2 separate regions of the Mus musculus genome follow, and region 1 is linked to region 2. A link is a contact called in public HiChIP or PLAC-seq data. All regions are on one chromosome and are shown on one strand. Each heading gives the region's core, a stretch centred on a gene start, on an enhancer-like site or on the middle of the called end of the contact. The rest is flanking DNA. Distances are from core to core; before and after follow the strand shown.

Region 1 (7,220 bases), core at 988-3,487, 220 kb before region 2:
GGACAATCTACATTTTAGCAGCCTAGAAAGGTCCAGGAATCTATCCTCTTGGCTATCTTGATTGATCTCAGCTCAGCCCGATATTCTGTGGGTATCTACAGATCTGGTAATATTGCAGGTCGAATTGACAAGACTGAGCTTGTGTGCATAACGAATCTGGTGGTGATGCAACCAGCCTCCCGGGGTTGCTCTGTGTCTGTGTTCACCTCCCTGGCTTCCTTCAGTTTCCCACATCTCCTTGACATCTCCTCCCCACCCCACCTCCTGCCTTTTGTTGGGAACCTTTATGAACCTTCTTCAGTTCGCTTGTTTGCTTGCTTGCTTTACGTCCACATAGGTGATTATTCTAGAGTCTACGTCATGGCTGTTTCATGTGGATCTTTTAAAATAAATGTCTTCCGTGTTTCAAACTCATCTACACTCACCTCACTAAATGCCAGCACCCCCCCCCCCTTTTAATGAGGGAGTCAACAGGTAAGACATTTTGTTGGCTTTTGAGTTGACTTCTCAACAAAGCTTCTCTTCTTTAGCCACATAAAGTTGTGACCTGGGAAATGACCTATTTCATTCACTGTGCCCTGCAGGAAAATCCAACCCTGTTGGAGACTTAAAGGGCCAACCAGAGCCTCCTCAGGTTCTTTTTTCCTCCTTATGTCACTTCATTCAAAGTTGACAGGCGCTGGACTTTACATCCTGTCCTTGCTTATCCTTAATTCACTCTGCACAAAGTAATTTAAACCACCCTGTAACTGTTTTCCTGAACTTCATAAAAATTGACTTTGGTTTTGTCTGTTGTGCCCTGAAATTTATCTTTCCTTTCCCATTGTCCTGACAAGGGCTATGTGTTGAGATGTTCAAGCTGATTGATGAAGTGTGTGTGTGTGTATGTGCATGCATGCTGTATGTGTGTGCACTCTCTGAGTGTACCTGTGCTGTGTGTGTGCAAATATGTACCATAGTGGATGTGTGTACATGTGAGTGTGTGTATGTATGTGTGAGTGTATGTGTATGCATGTGAGGTGTGTGCACATATGCTCTGTGTGTGTGTGTGATATGCAGGGAATGAAATCCAGGACTTCTTGCACACTAAGCAGGTATTTTTGCTGTTGAGTTACATCTCTAGCTCTGTTTTTTTTTTTTTTTCCTTACAGATTAGTAAAATCAAATGTTTCTGGATTCCAGGAGGTTTTAAGAGAATTTCTGGCCAGTTTATATTGATTTTTTTTTCCTCTGTGGTTGTAGTCAGTCCCAGAACATGGCTGCAAAGGCCTTTGAAGTCTTTTGTGATGCAAAGAGAAACTGGCTGTCTCTGGGTTGCTGATTTTTGCATTGTATATGACTGCACAGAGGTCATGGGGATGTGCATGTTGTTTGCATGTAGGTTTGCTTTTTTGTTTCTTGTTTTTGATAACTGAGGTTTGAACCCAGGACCTCATGTGTGCTGATCTCCACATCTCTCCCTGACAGTTAACAGCTATGTTTCAATACTTCCCAGAATAGTCAGGCCTTAAATCTGCAATCCTTCTGTCTCAGTCTCCTGACTAGCTGGGACTACAGGCCTATAACACCAAGCCAAATTTAAGCCTGCTCGCTAAATAAATAAATAAATGAATAAATGAATAAATAAATAAATAAATACAAAACAAAAAAACCAACCAACCAAAAAAAAAAAAAAAAAAAAAAAAAACCCCAACCCCTCTCCCCTTCAGTGTGGCTCAATCACAAGTATCTAAGTAGAGGGATGAAACAAAGTGGGCTAAGAGCAACTCAGTACCCATGAGTGCTTCTGGTACTTGTGGGTGCTTCCCATATTTTAATTAATTTAACTCTTACAGTCACACAAGGGAAGAACTATTATTTATTTGACTTTATAGATGATGATATTACAAAAGGAATATTTAGCATCTATCTGTTCCAGATCACTCTGAGTCAGAGGGGGAGCCCCAACCCCCATCTCCCTTTGCCGCCAAATTTACTGGCTAGTTGAGAGAAATGAAAGCCGGTTGTAATTATTTGTTGTGAGTGATTATATGAACTCCCTTCCCTTTCAGGGAACTCAGAAGGGGAACTCAACTATTGCTTCCCACATGTTCCACCAAGTCACTTTCAGGCTGCCTGAATACATCTGTCTCCTTGTGTTTGTGTGCGCTACTTGGGTTGCTCTGAAGCATTCTACACATATATAGGTCACACATTCCTGGACCATAAATGAGTCAATCAGCAACTTAGAGATTCTTACTCATTCTGACCTTTGGCCCTTGCTTGTGTCAGCCAGAAATGTGGGTGTGGAGAGGCAGTTTGGGAACTGGTACGCTGAGGAAATGAAGAAAAGCCCACAGGAGATTTGTAGAAGCAGGTACTGTTGTCTGAGGTTTCTGCCCTAGAGTTCAAGTACAGCCATGGCTGCAGGTAAGATGTGACAGCAATTGGCAACACTGGATGGTGTCCATGCTTGACCCTGGCATGTGAGCTCATGTACAGTGTGGAATCTTAGAGTACTGACATTTTTCAGTAATCAAGGGCATAGGTTCTAGGTCACCCTGCCCTGGTGGATATGCAAACACATGGATGAACAGATTCCCTGTATAAAATGGCATACTTTCTCCTTGATAATTGAAGCCAACATCAACTCAATCTATGAACTGCTGGAACATGTAAAGGTGCTGGTCCTACAGATACAAAGTTGTAGGATCTCCATGACATAGGGCAACAGCAGGATATCTGAGAGGAGCCCTCTTAAGGATCCAGCATTGACATCGTGGCAGAAGCCAGAGGCCTCGAAGCAGACCAATGAATGATTGCAATGAGTATTTGCAAGGAAAGCTGTTTGGGGACTAGGGGACATACTATGTGACACACTGTGACATGTGTAGCTTCTATAGTGAGATTTTTGTTTATTTGTTCCCTTTTTATTTTAATTTTTTGTCTTCTTTTGGGAAGGGGAGGTGACAAGGGCAGGGGCAGATATGAAGGGACAGGGAGATGAATGGGATCAGGGTGAATTCACAAAGAATCAATAAAATGTAAAAAAAAAATATTTTCAACTCCATGTTGAACCTAAGAATCCATGAATCTAGAGTTCTGACTCCTCTGTTTAACCCATCCCCTCAAACTCTGGGGACATTTTGTGGCAGGAGTCAACCACTTAAGTTTTAGAATCCAAGGGCAGAGTCTCAGACAGACCAAACATTTGACAAGGGAAGCGTTTCTAGATATAGGATACACAGTCAATGTGCTATTCATCCTATGCGAAACCCATTTAAGCTGAAGAAAAACAATCATTAGAAAATGCACCCAGTGTGGTCACGCTTACACTCCATTTGTCAACTAAAAACATGTTTGTTTAAATAGGGTGTCTGGTTTATTACAGTGGCCACTCCCTCCTAGGCATATAACTGCCTGAGTTTTACAAGTACAAGTGAATGATCCAGGCTGGGTCAGAAGCTGTCTTTAGTCAACATTCTTAGTGATAATTTCTAAGAATTATGCATTAATTTGTAAATACCCCCTATTTTTAAAAACTTGTAGGCATATGACTAATCCATTTCACTGCTTTGATGGGAATATGAAATGTTTACGCAACTGGTTGGTGAAAGTAAAGCTCTGAGCACAGCTATTTTGATGAAAATCAGGGCGTATAAGAAAAGATAGAAGCAGCTGACTTGAGCATATTTTGTCTCAGTTTTCTGTGCGTATTGGGAGACTCAGGGTTTCGCTGCACATATATTACCTCTTAGCCCAGCCATGTTTCTAAGCTTAAAGGTACACATCAAATACCCAGGCCCCTAAGTCTCACTGCAACTGTATTTACCTTGGTGGTCGTCTTCCATTTGTGTATGTCCCCAACGTAGAAGTGCTCTCAGGTGGTAACCAGATGTAATTTTAGTCACTGAATTTGCATTAGAATATTCAGTTAAGATTCTTCATATGATAGACTGTGGTGGTTCTGATGTGCCTTAAAAATGTCCCACCAGAAGGTTGGAGGGAAGGAGAAATGAAGAGAAAGAGAGAGAGAGTTGGGGAGGGAAGGGAAGGGTATAGATAGATAGATAGATAGATAGATAGATAGATAGATAGATAGACAGAACATTTAAAATGTTTCACTGGGTTTAGTCTTCATTAAGCAAAGTGCACAAATCTCTGTAAACCATCGGGTAAGATCATCAGAAGAGTTCTCTTTCCCTAGATTAATCTATAAGGTTAGCACAATTTTTACCAGGGTATCAGTTGTATTTACTTCTTCATTTTTGTTTGTATGGTGGAGTGTGTTGTTTCTTAAAACAGACCAACAAAATGATTATAAAGTACAATTAGACAAATGTCAGGAAATTTTGTGAAAAGAAGAAAGGGCAGGTCTTGTTCTATTTGATAACAACATGTCTCTTTTTTTCCATTTTTTGTTGGATATTTTCTTCATTTACATTTCAAATGCTATCCCATCAGTCCCCTATACCCTTCCCCCCACCCTGCTCCTCTACCCACTCACTCCTACTTCTTGGCCCTGGCTTTCTCCTGTGCTGGGGCATATAAAGTTTGCTAGACCAAGGGTCCTCTCTTCCCAATGATGGCCAATTAGGCCACCTTTAGCTACATATACATATACAGCTAGAGACACGAGTTCTGGGGTTACTGATTAGTTCATATTGTTATTCCACCTATAGGGTTGCAGACCCCTTCAGCTCCTTGGGTACTTTCTCTAGCTCTTACTTTGGGGGCCCTGTGATAACAACATGTCTTAAAGGATCCATAGTTGTTAAAGTAGATTTATTGTCTCTCTATAGTCTTCACTGGCCCAGGACTTGATATGTAGACTAGGTTGGCCTTGAACCCATAGAGATCAATCTGCCTCTGTTTCTGGAATGCTGGGAGTGTGCCACCACATCTAGAAATGGTTAAAGTGAAATGAACCTAGTAGAACAGACGTCAGAAGCAGGCAGGCATACATGAACTATTACTCAACTACCTCTAGAGCCCTTTGTAGCCCACTGTATGTGTAGAATTATAGTCAAAGACAATAGAAATCTGTTTTTTGTTTGTTTGTTTGTTTGTTTCATTTCATTTTGTTTCATTTTGGCTTGTCATTGAGCCAGACATAGCATAGTCTCAGTGCTTGGAAGGTTAAAGCAGGAGGACCCTTAGGTTTGTAGCTAATGTAGGCTACATAGCAAGAGACCCTGTCTTAAAAAAATGTCTTGGGTGGGAAGATCTTATCCAAACTTTCCATGGAGTAATATAATATACCTTCTAGTCAACATCCTTCCATAATTACTCTTTTTATAGCCTCTATTCTCATCAAAGTTACAGACTCCTAACCCTCTAAAGCTTGTCCCCACTCTTATCCCATCATAGCCTTCCCTTCTTTCCTTTCTCATCTTGTATTCTGTGTGTGACCCCTCTGTAGAGGTCACCTTGGGAAGGGTAATTTCTTTCCCAGTCTGCCCGCTTTTCTAGGAAGCAAGTCTCAGGCTGCTGGGGGTGGGAATTCCCTTGTAGGCTCCCAGAATTCTGGTGAACAAAGGTTCCCCACTTCTCTCTTTGGCAATTTACTAAATCTTAAACCTGGCATTTAAAACTGTCATCGAATAGCCCATATGATGGAGTTAGAATTGTTGGTTATGCACTTAGACAAAAAAATAAACTGACACTGAAAGAACCTAGTGGGGAAACCCCCACTCAATTCTTGTTCGGTGCGCACCCAAGAATCACGAACAGACGACCATCTTGATGTAAAAGCATGAGGTAGTTTAATGACGGAGCTCCGGGCCTACACATATCTCCCGCAGGAGACAGAGGTGTCAACCACATGGTGGAGCCATAATGGCGGAGCTCTGGTTCGAAACATATCTCACGCAGGAGACAGTGGTTTCGACCCCAAGGCTTGGAAGCTAGGGACTTTTATAGAAAAGGGGTGGGGCTGGGGGAGGAATTGGCGCAGTTTCACATGATTGGTCCATTTAAACATCAACAGACTGTCAGAAGGGCGGGAGATAGGGAGGCACTAGGCCAGTCAGGACATGTAACGACGGGCCTGCCCAGGCATGTCCTGGCCTGTTCTGCTATGTTTTTAGCCCCAGGTTTTAAAGCTCACAAACAACTCTTTGGGCATAAATTACATGAATCACATGTCTCAAGTTTTATTTCCTTTCAACACCTCTCTGAAAAGCCTGGCTTTTGAGTGACTAGACTTGGTGCACACTGTGTTTGCATGTGCACATGAGCACTTCTGCATTTATCTTAGGGGCTTGGTGTTAAAAAAACAGTGAAGAGGTGTGAAGAGGTGTGAAGAGGTGTCTCCTGCCTCATATACTCCTGAATCGTTTTGCATTCCTTTAAAATATAATGTGTGCTCATTTGGTAATAAAAACAAAATGCTTAAGATACTTAAAACAGCCAGGTAGGGTGGTTCACTCCCATAATCCCAAGTCTTGAGAGGTAGAGGCAAGGGCGGGGGTGGGGGGGGGTGGAGATGAGAAGTTCAAGGTCATCTTTAGCTACACAGAGAGTCTGACACTTGCCTGGGAGATATGAGGCCCTATCTTCAAACAAACAAACAAACAAACCAGAAACCCAACTCAACAACAACCAAATAAACAAAAATTTATATTTTTGGTTGTGAGACTAGCCTTTAACAGCTGAGCCATCTCTCCAGCCCAAACAAAAACTTATTATGAGATAGGCCTGTAAGTTAGTGACAGAGTGCTTGCCTAGTACGTTAGGCCCCTGACTCAATTTCCCAGAGCCTGGGGTAAGAGGACACTATGTACAGGTCTGTGATACTTGAGAATATAAAAATATGGAAGTGAAAGTGGCCTAAAAGAAATCCAAAACCAAAACTCAACCTGTTTTCCATTTCTTTTATTTTATTTATTTATTTTTTTTTATTTTACTTTACATTCAGTAAAATTTCGTTTGTTATATATAAGGGTGTGAGTCTTTTTTTTTTTTTTTTTTTTTTGGTTTTTCGAGACAGGGTTTCTCTGTGTAGCCCTGGCTGTCCTGGAACTCACTCTGTAGATCAGGCTGGCCTTGAACTCAGAATCTGCCTGCCTCTGCCTCTCAAGTGCTAGGATTAAAGGCATGCGCCACCATCGACTGGCTAAGGATGTGAGTCTTAATAAAAATGAAAAGCTGCATAATGACTGTTGGATTTGGGGTACAGAACACTCTCAGTCCCCCTCAGTTCCCTGGAGCTGTGTTCTCTCCATAGTCAGCTTCACCCA
Region 2 (7,616 bases), core at 3,832-6,331:
CCATGGCCAGGGAACATAGATTCATTATCCCACACTCCATGTTCCAGCATAATAACAGTTTCATAAAACCCTTAATAGTGTCTGAACAAAGAAAATCATAAATCATTACTCTTTTCAAATCCATTGGTGAAAACATCAGGTAGGCAGATTACAACAGAATGGAGAAATCTCAGCTCTAGGCCACGGACGCTATCTGATGGCATTCGTCGCCTTCTGGTTGGTGGAGGCTCATGATCTGTTTATACATTCCAGAGGATTTACCCAATAGCCACAGAGATATTGGGTCACATACAGATGTGAGTAATAGATGGTTATTAAAGGGTCAAGATAATTTGCAATTAGGTCCTGGACCTGCAACATTCCAACCTCCCCACACTCAAAGTCCTAATGGCCTGTGGCCAAGCAGGTATGGCTTCTCTCCGGAGGGCTTCAGCCACAGTTCTTCCTGTTGGATGAACATCACATTTTGTCTACAGGGGGGAATTTATACCCTTTATTCTTCCAATTGAATATCTTATTTTTTATAGTGAATGACATTGGCAGCTGATTTTAATCAGTTATTTACATGTTGTTTCTAAGTTTACATTAATGCTTCAATAATTGCTGTGTCAGGCAGGATTTTAACAGGAAAATAAAAATCACTCAGTCTTCCAAGCATGAAGAGTTTTAAGACTGGACATTAAAACTTCTGCAGAACTTGGAGGCAAAGTGAAAGGAAGCCATCACTGACTCAGTCAGCGTGGGAGAAGGGAGCACGTGACTCAGGATCTCCCTGGAACTGAAAAGCTCCTGAATCCCGAAGCTGCAGCCACTGGCCAGCCTGTAGGACAGCATAGAATAGTCTCAGGGAGTTCTCCTGAAAGCCACTGTGGTCCCCACGTCTCTGAGACCTGCGTGCAAGCATTCTGGAGAATGCTGGTCTTGCCGCTTCTTTCAGCTCAGGTCTCTGCTTGGATGGTCTCTTCCCGACACTCCCAGAGAAGAGGATTCTGGGAAATACTGTGACCGGCTTCCTGTCTGCAAACAGAGCTGCTTTTGAAGGGGTGTCGGTGATGCTCATTATGATTAAATAGCCTGCGCTCATTAAAAACACGAGTAACACTGATAGGCAGACCCCTCACCTGCCCACTTCTATATAAACTCACAGAAGCTGATGGACCTTCAGAGCAATCCGCAGTCGGAGCGTTCCAGTCACAGCTGAGCTGTTCTCATTACACACTATGACTCTTTACTGGATACATGAGTCACATGTTATGTCCTACACATACCATTAAAAGCAACAGGCCTCTGCAGACCTGCAAAAAAAAAAAAAAAAAAAAAATAGAGCACTCTTGTACTGTTAGATTTCCTACCTGGCAAAGGTGCTATAAATCAAAAGATGTCAACGGACTTTTTCCAGTAGCAACCGAGCCATGTTCAAACAGTCCAAAGACCAGCTTTTATTTAAAATGACCACACCTCACAATCAGCTAAAAGCAAAGAGTTATCTGTGCACAAGTTAATGTCGAGCTTCAGAAAGCATACAGCTTCCAAACAGGCAACCTGGAAGCCAAAACTGGGGTTTGATAGTTAATTAAACTGCTAGTATGTTTTTTAATGAATTGTTTATCTTTATTTTGTATCTATGAATGTTTTGCCTATGTGTGTGTATGTGTATCATATGTATGCCGGGTACCCATGGAGGCCAGAAGGGGTTGGATTTCCCGGAACTGAAGTCTCAGATGGTTGTGAACTGCTTGCTGCATAGTGGCTGGGACCTTTGTAAGGGCAGGAATTGCTCTTAACCACTGGACCATCTCTCCATCCTCTAAGTGCCAATATCTTTCTATGTGCTTTTGGTTCAGTTTACCACAATGAGTACAAGGTGAAGTTGCATTTATCCAGAAAATCTTTGAGTACATTCTAATAGGACAATAGAAACTTAAACAATTGTAATATGGTTTAATAACATTAATGATAATCTTGTTTGTTAGTATGAGACTGCTTATAGCCAGCCTATCTGGAAAGCATCAAATAAATGACTACTTGGATTCTTGGTTCAACTTTATGAACTACTATCCCATACATAATAGCCACCACCTTATACCTAGTCCAGAGTTCCTCCCTGGAAATCGCCTTTTGAGTCAGAATGATGCAGGTAATGAATCTGTCTGCTTAATGATCTACACGTTCCTTTGTCTGCTGTCTTCTCTTCTTCCTCTGCCTCTCTCCTCTTCCACCCTTGCCTGTTGACATTCGTTGTCTTCTGCTGAGCTGCCTTCCTTTGGGAACCAAGTGGGAAGGTCTCTGTAGGTCCTGCGGGTGAGTCCCAGGGAGGGAGCTGGGCAACAGCACCAGACTGAGGCTGCCAGACAAGAAGGGAGCATAAATAGAGCATGTCAGGGAGGTGGCAGAGCATTCCAAGGAAGCGAGAGACGCCATGTCTTGTGCTGACTTAGCACTATGCTGAGAGGCATATGGCCTCTCTGTTCCAGGAGTCGCCAAAGATATAGGTTTTATCAAGTGTCTAAGAACTCTGGTGTTGCTGTCTGTGAACTGTGTGTGTGTGTGTGTGGGGGGGGGTAATGTACTTTCGCTGTCCTCTGGTTGTCTGCATAGTAAGATGAGTATTGTCTGCTTGCATAAGGAACACAGTTGGTGTCACTCACTAAACTGCAAAGCTGGAACTAGGAGTGGGAGGGTAATGGGAATTTAGGTGAAACTAGCACACTTCACATGTCCACTTGAATTCTGATACCTCCGAAAGAGAGGGAGGTGGTCACTGAGGTCTGATGTGAGGACATGTGAGGACATTCTCATGGGGGAGGTAGAATCTCCAGAGACAGCTGAACAATGTGAGAAAGAGGAGCAATTTGACAGGGTCTCAATGTAATTGATCATATAAATACTTTGAGGCCCTGAAAAATACTGGCCCTAGTTATGGAAGCTCTCTGCCCTGCCTGGGACCTCTTCCCTAAGTCATCTGTGTCTCCATGCTGGCTTCTGGGACTTCCTTCCAGCATGGAACCTTTCCTAACAACTGGCAAAGAATGAGGGTGTCTTTTAGCTGAGAACCTTGCCTTGGACTTCACCTACCGCCAGGGCATGGAATGAATTCAATTCTTTTGAAAGCTGCCCAGAATTTGTTTCCCTGTGTTGAGTTTGTGCTATTCAACATAGATTATAAACATTTAAAAGGAAGAACTTATATAAGTATATATTTTATACAATTTCACTCCGGACTGGTGGGTTTAACACTGGCTTAACTGCTAAGGGAACCAGACAGCCTTGGGTGTATTAAAAGCCGACCACATTTCATACAGCTTCCAACATGATGGTTGTCAAGGCGATCTCTATAAACTTTCCACATTTAACACTGTAAGTGTACGAGGGGCGGAGAGAATGTGTTGTAGAATCTCATTGCCCCAGGCTGAGTTCAACACTGGTCCAATTTGTGCCAATGAAACTATTCTCCTGATTTTCTTTATTTTCATCTTCCTGAGATAAGACATGTCCTCTTGGGTGGAAGGTGTCCCTTCCTAGATTTGATTACACTCAGACCCTTCAAGAAGGAAGGATTGATCCACCTTTGCCACCTGCGTGGCTGGTTTGTATATAGGGAAGAGGCTGATGTGGGAGTCCCTCCCTTGCAACTGGAAGACATGAGGCTAGGGTGTACAAAATAACCTACTCTTAGATTATAGTAACCAGTAGGGAGAGCTGAAAATAACTTGAAGTACTAGGGCCTGAGCCTCAACATGCTGGGGATGGATAGAGCAAGCCAGCAGAAAAGAACCCCCTTTTCTGGTGTAACCCCAACCCCTTCTTTACCAAGAACTGAAATTCAGAGAAAAGCTCTAACTTTCTCACTTACGCTACAGGAAATCTCACTGTTTGGGTTCAGTGTGATTGCCTTACCTTCTACCAAACATACAGCTCGGTTAATTCACAACAATGGCCTTTGTTCAGGAATTCTAAAAGCCAAGAGACAGCAGGCAAGGCTCTTGCTCCCTGCCCCACACTCAACTAACTATACCAACCCCATATCCAGAGTCCCAACAAATGATGTAAGCCAAAAAAGCAAAGAGCACGAGGCACGGCACGTGTTTTCCATTCAAAGGCTGATTAGCTCGTAGGGTAGCCTTAAAGGAACAGACGAAGCACAAGAAGATGCTACAAAATGCAAAGAGAATAATGGATTCGTTACATGGAAGGAAGGAATAAAACCCTGGCTTCTGGAATCTCGGTCCTCAAAGCTCAGATAAGTGTGTCATTGATAACAGAATATATAGAATATGTCTCTTTTCTCTAGCCATGTTCCTGTTTACTTCCTCCCTAGTCAGTTGATGACACATTTCATAGAAGCCCAGATTTAAGGCAAGTCTCCAGTGTCTGTTTCTCACATTGATATCACTCAGGCCTCTTCCATAGGAAGCCTTGGGCATCACTGTCAGAAGCATGTGAGATGTATGCTCCAAGGTTCTAGAAGATACCCATTGGGCAGACCATCCAAAAAACACACATTGCAGCTTAAGAGCTGCACTGTCTCTTCCTCCTCGCACGGTCAAGCAGGACAGTCCCTGATGTTCATGGAAGTCTCTCTGGAGCCTAGTGACAGACTGGTAAGTACTGTGCAAGCTTTCCAGTGATCACAGATGCCTGGTTAGGAGAAGCAGCCCCTGCTGAGCTTCCTGTGACTCACCTCACCCTCTGTGCACACAATTCTTTTTTGTCTTGCCTCTGAGAAGGGCACACTGCCCGATGGAAAGTTACTCCCGGTGGGGCAAGAGGCAAGGCCTGCTCAGATGGTTTATAAGCACTCTAGAGCCTAGGCCATCCCCTGGTGATTTACAATGTTTGATTTCTCCCTGGGACAGAGGAGTGCTCTGTAAATCAAACCTGTCTTGGTTTGTCAACCCGTGTCAGTGTTTGCTGAGTCCTCAACTCGAAGGCAAGTTGGAACAGCGTGGACACCTTGGCATCGGGCTTGTTCCCCCCTCTGCAGCTTCCCATTTTGATGAAACAATTCTAGGGTGAGGTTGGCCCTAGGAGTTATTTCTCTGACTCATAGTCCCCTCGTTCTTTTCACACACTCAGAATGCAGCAAGTCCCTCATAGCCCTGGGCCGAGAAAGAGGCCAGGGTTGGGGCATAGCCCTTCTAGGGTCCACTCCCAAGGCTGAGAAGACAAACAGGGAGGTGACTCTCCCAGGTTGTTCTTTCATCACCTCAAGCCATTTGGGGACACCATTACCACACACTTCATGGAAAAGCCTCAAACTGGTTCTAGCACTCCGAGATGTGAACAAGCCTACATGCAAAGTTGGCGGAGTTAATCCAAGCAGAGAGGGAAGCAGCTGTTTGGGTGTCCTTTTGGATGAGATGAGGCATTAGGAGGACCCTACATCTTTAGAGACCCTGGCCAATGTGAGAAACGGACCTTACTTCAGAAAAACGTTTGTTCAGCTATCATATATCATGCTTTCTTTTCCATCGTCTGATCCAGCAGCCATTTACTCTGTTGGCACTGAGTAGTGCCTTCAAGAACCTCACAATTTGAACAACAGACACATAAATAGCTTTGATACGCGGGTAAGGCACCATCTTTCCCTCCCTAGGATGCACACACACATGCTTTCTCTAGAAAACAGGTTCAGTATGGTTAGAGATCTCCATGCATGGGCTGGGGTCACTGGACTATTTGAAGCGGGGGAAAAAAAGGGGAGCTCGGACACCTGGGTGAGAACCTTGGCAGAAGGGCCCTTTCCCCGGCCACTTTCAGGGGTGTAAGGGGGGCAGGCTTTCACTCTTCAAGCTTTGCAAGGCTTGACTCATTCAACATGAAACAGAAAGAGTGTTGAAAGACACAGCACCTGGCCTCCACATAGGAGCTGGCCACTGTCACACTGTCTGAGGAACAGAGAAAATATCAACTATTCACATCTCAGGATTCCCACGATCTCGGTCCAGCACGTTGACTGGCCTTCTACGGCTTTGAGCACGCCTCTGACTTGGGACACCTCAGAAATTCTTTGAATGCGATATAGAAATTGATTTACTGGAAAGGGACTTTGATAATTATTAGGATGCACATCTGGGTGGTGTTCATTCACTAACTTATTCATTCACCCTGCCTGCATTTCACAATTACATTTGGATTTTGCTATCTATGGTTTGGATCTGGTATGCCCCCCAGAAGGCTTCCGAGTTAGACTTGGTCCCTGGCCTGTGGCACTACTGGAAGGTAGTAAGAACTTTAAGAGGTGATGCTGGTAAGTCTTAGGTGGTTGGGGTCATCACTTTGAATAGAGCCCTGGGACCATAGTTTCTTTCTCTTTCTCTTTCTCTTTTGTGTTCCAGCCATGAGAAAAAAGTTGCGTTCTGACTTAGATTGTCACTGTCATGTGCTGTCTAACCACAGGAACAAAGGCACTGAGGCCTGTAACCTCCAAAGCTAATAATGTACTTATGCCAGTATTTGTGACAGTAATAGAAAGTTCGCTAATCTAGGGTCCATTGTTAATAAGCTGATGCAAAAATCACGTATGCACCAAAGACAAAGAGGAAACGCATTCAATCTGAGGGTTTCGCCTTAGTACAAGAGACCCAAGTTACCTAATTAACAAAAGTTCATGAAAGAAGGATACTAATATTCCAATAAAGTATATTGGTATTTTAAATTTTGGTTCTGCACCTGGAGGGAGTTCAGAGGTGCTTTTATCCTAGCAACAAGCAAAGAGAAAAAGAAATTTTAAAAGAAAGGAAAGAAAAAAATTGGCTCTTCTAAAATATGTAAGATAAGTGAGTCACCACACTGAACAAGCAAACCAAAACCTGTCCCACAATACAGAGAATCACAACTTAGCCGAGCGGAAAGCTCTTCTGGGAGCCAGCAGCTGGCTACCAGTTACACAAACTGTAGCTGCGAGTATCTAGAGGCTTCGCACAGTTACGCAGGAGAGTAAGGAACCTCGGGCACGTGGAAGGACCTCAGGCACATGGAGCCCCCACCAGTTTCTCCTAGGAAATTTCGGAGGAAATAGTCTCCTCCCACTTCCATCAGGAACACACTGAAATAGAACCACTCTGAAACCCAAGGTTGATACTCAGAAAGAAACAAATTAGTAACCTGCAGAGATGTTGCGGTATTTGCTGGTATTTGCTTGTCCTGCTACATCACCTAAGCAGAGAGGGATGGAGAGACATTGTGAAATCCCACTACAGAGGCACAGAACCACCAAACTAAGGAACCAGGAAAAGAAAACATCTCAGGGGAAATGAAAAACCTTTTCAAGTAAGTAAAAATGAAAATGTGACTTACCAAAGCCAGATGTGCTGAAATTAATCTGTAGAGGGAAGCTCACAGCTATTAGAAAATAAGAAAGGTTTGGGTTTTGTTTTGTTTTTTTTTTAATATCAAATTGTATCCCTGAGAACTAGAAAAAACAGGAATGGATTAAATGCTAAACAAGTATAAGACGATACATAGCAAAATGTAAAGCATTTTAAATTTAAAAAAAAAAAGTAGAAAATTACAAAACAGCAAGAAAACTGTGATTCATAGACAAGATCAATAAAACCTCAGCAAAGTATCTAAGGCAAAACAGGGAATGTAGGTTAATTATTTGTAAATAAAAG

The links. HiChIP or PLAC-seq counts read pairs in DNA pulled down with a chosen protein or histone mark.
Region 1: an HNF4G HiChIP or PLAC-seq map of pancreatic cancer cells shows a contact between it and region 2. The contact joins two enhancer-like sites. A contact is called at or near these places in 4 of 115 datasets of contacts at active chromatin or transcription factors (embryonic fibroblasts, embryonic hindbrain, embryonic stem cells and 1 more).

Annotation. Positions count from the first base shown.
Region 1 is chr9:31,864,263-31,871,482 of GRCm38.p6, reverse strand. The region is part of intron 1 of Barx2 (BarH-like homeobox 2); the gene reads left to right. Among named protein-coding and RNA genes, the nearest start is that of Gm31497, 38 kb to the left of the region's middle. Within about 2 kb of position 2,237, at least 17 of the 459 cell types and tissues checked have an H3K27ac peak or open chromatin away from gene starts, as enhancers often do. A contact at or near this core is called in pancreatic cancer cells, where this site is marked.
Region 2 is chr9:31,648,071-31,655,686 of GRCm38.p6, reverse strand. No RefSeq gene overlaps it. Among named protein-coding and RNA genes, the nearest start is that of Gm31408, 92 kb to the right of the region's middle. Within about 2 kb of position 5,081, at least 21 of the 459 cell types and tissues checked have an H3K27ac peak or open chromatin away from gene starts, as enhancers often do. A contact at or near this core is called in pancreatic cancer cells, where this site is marked.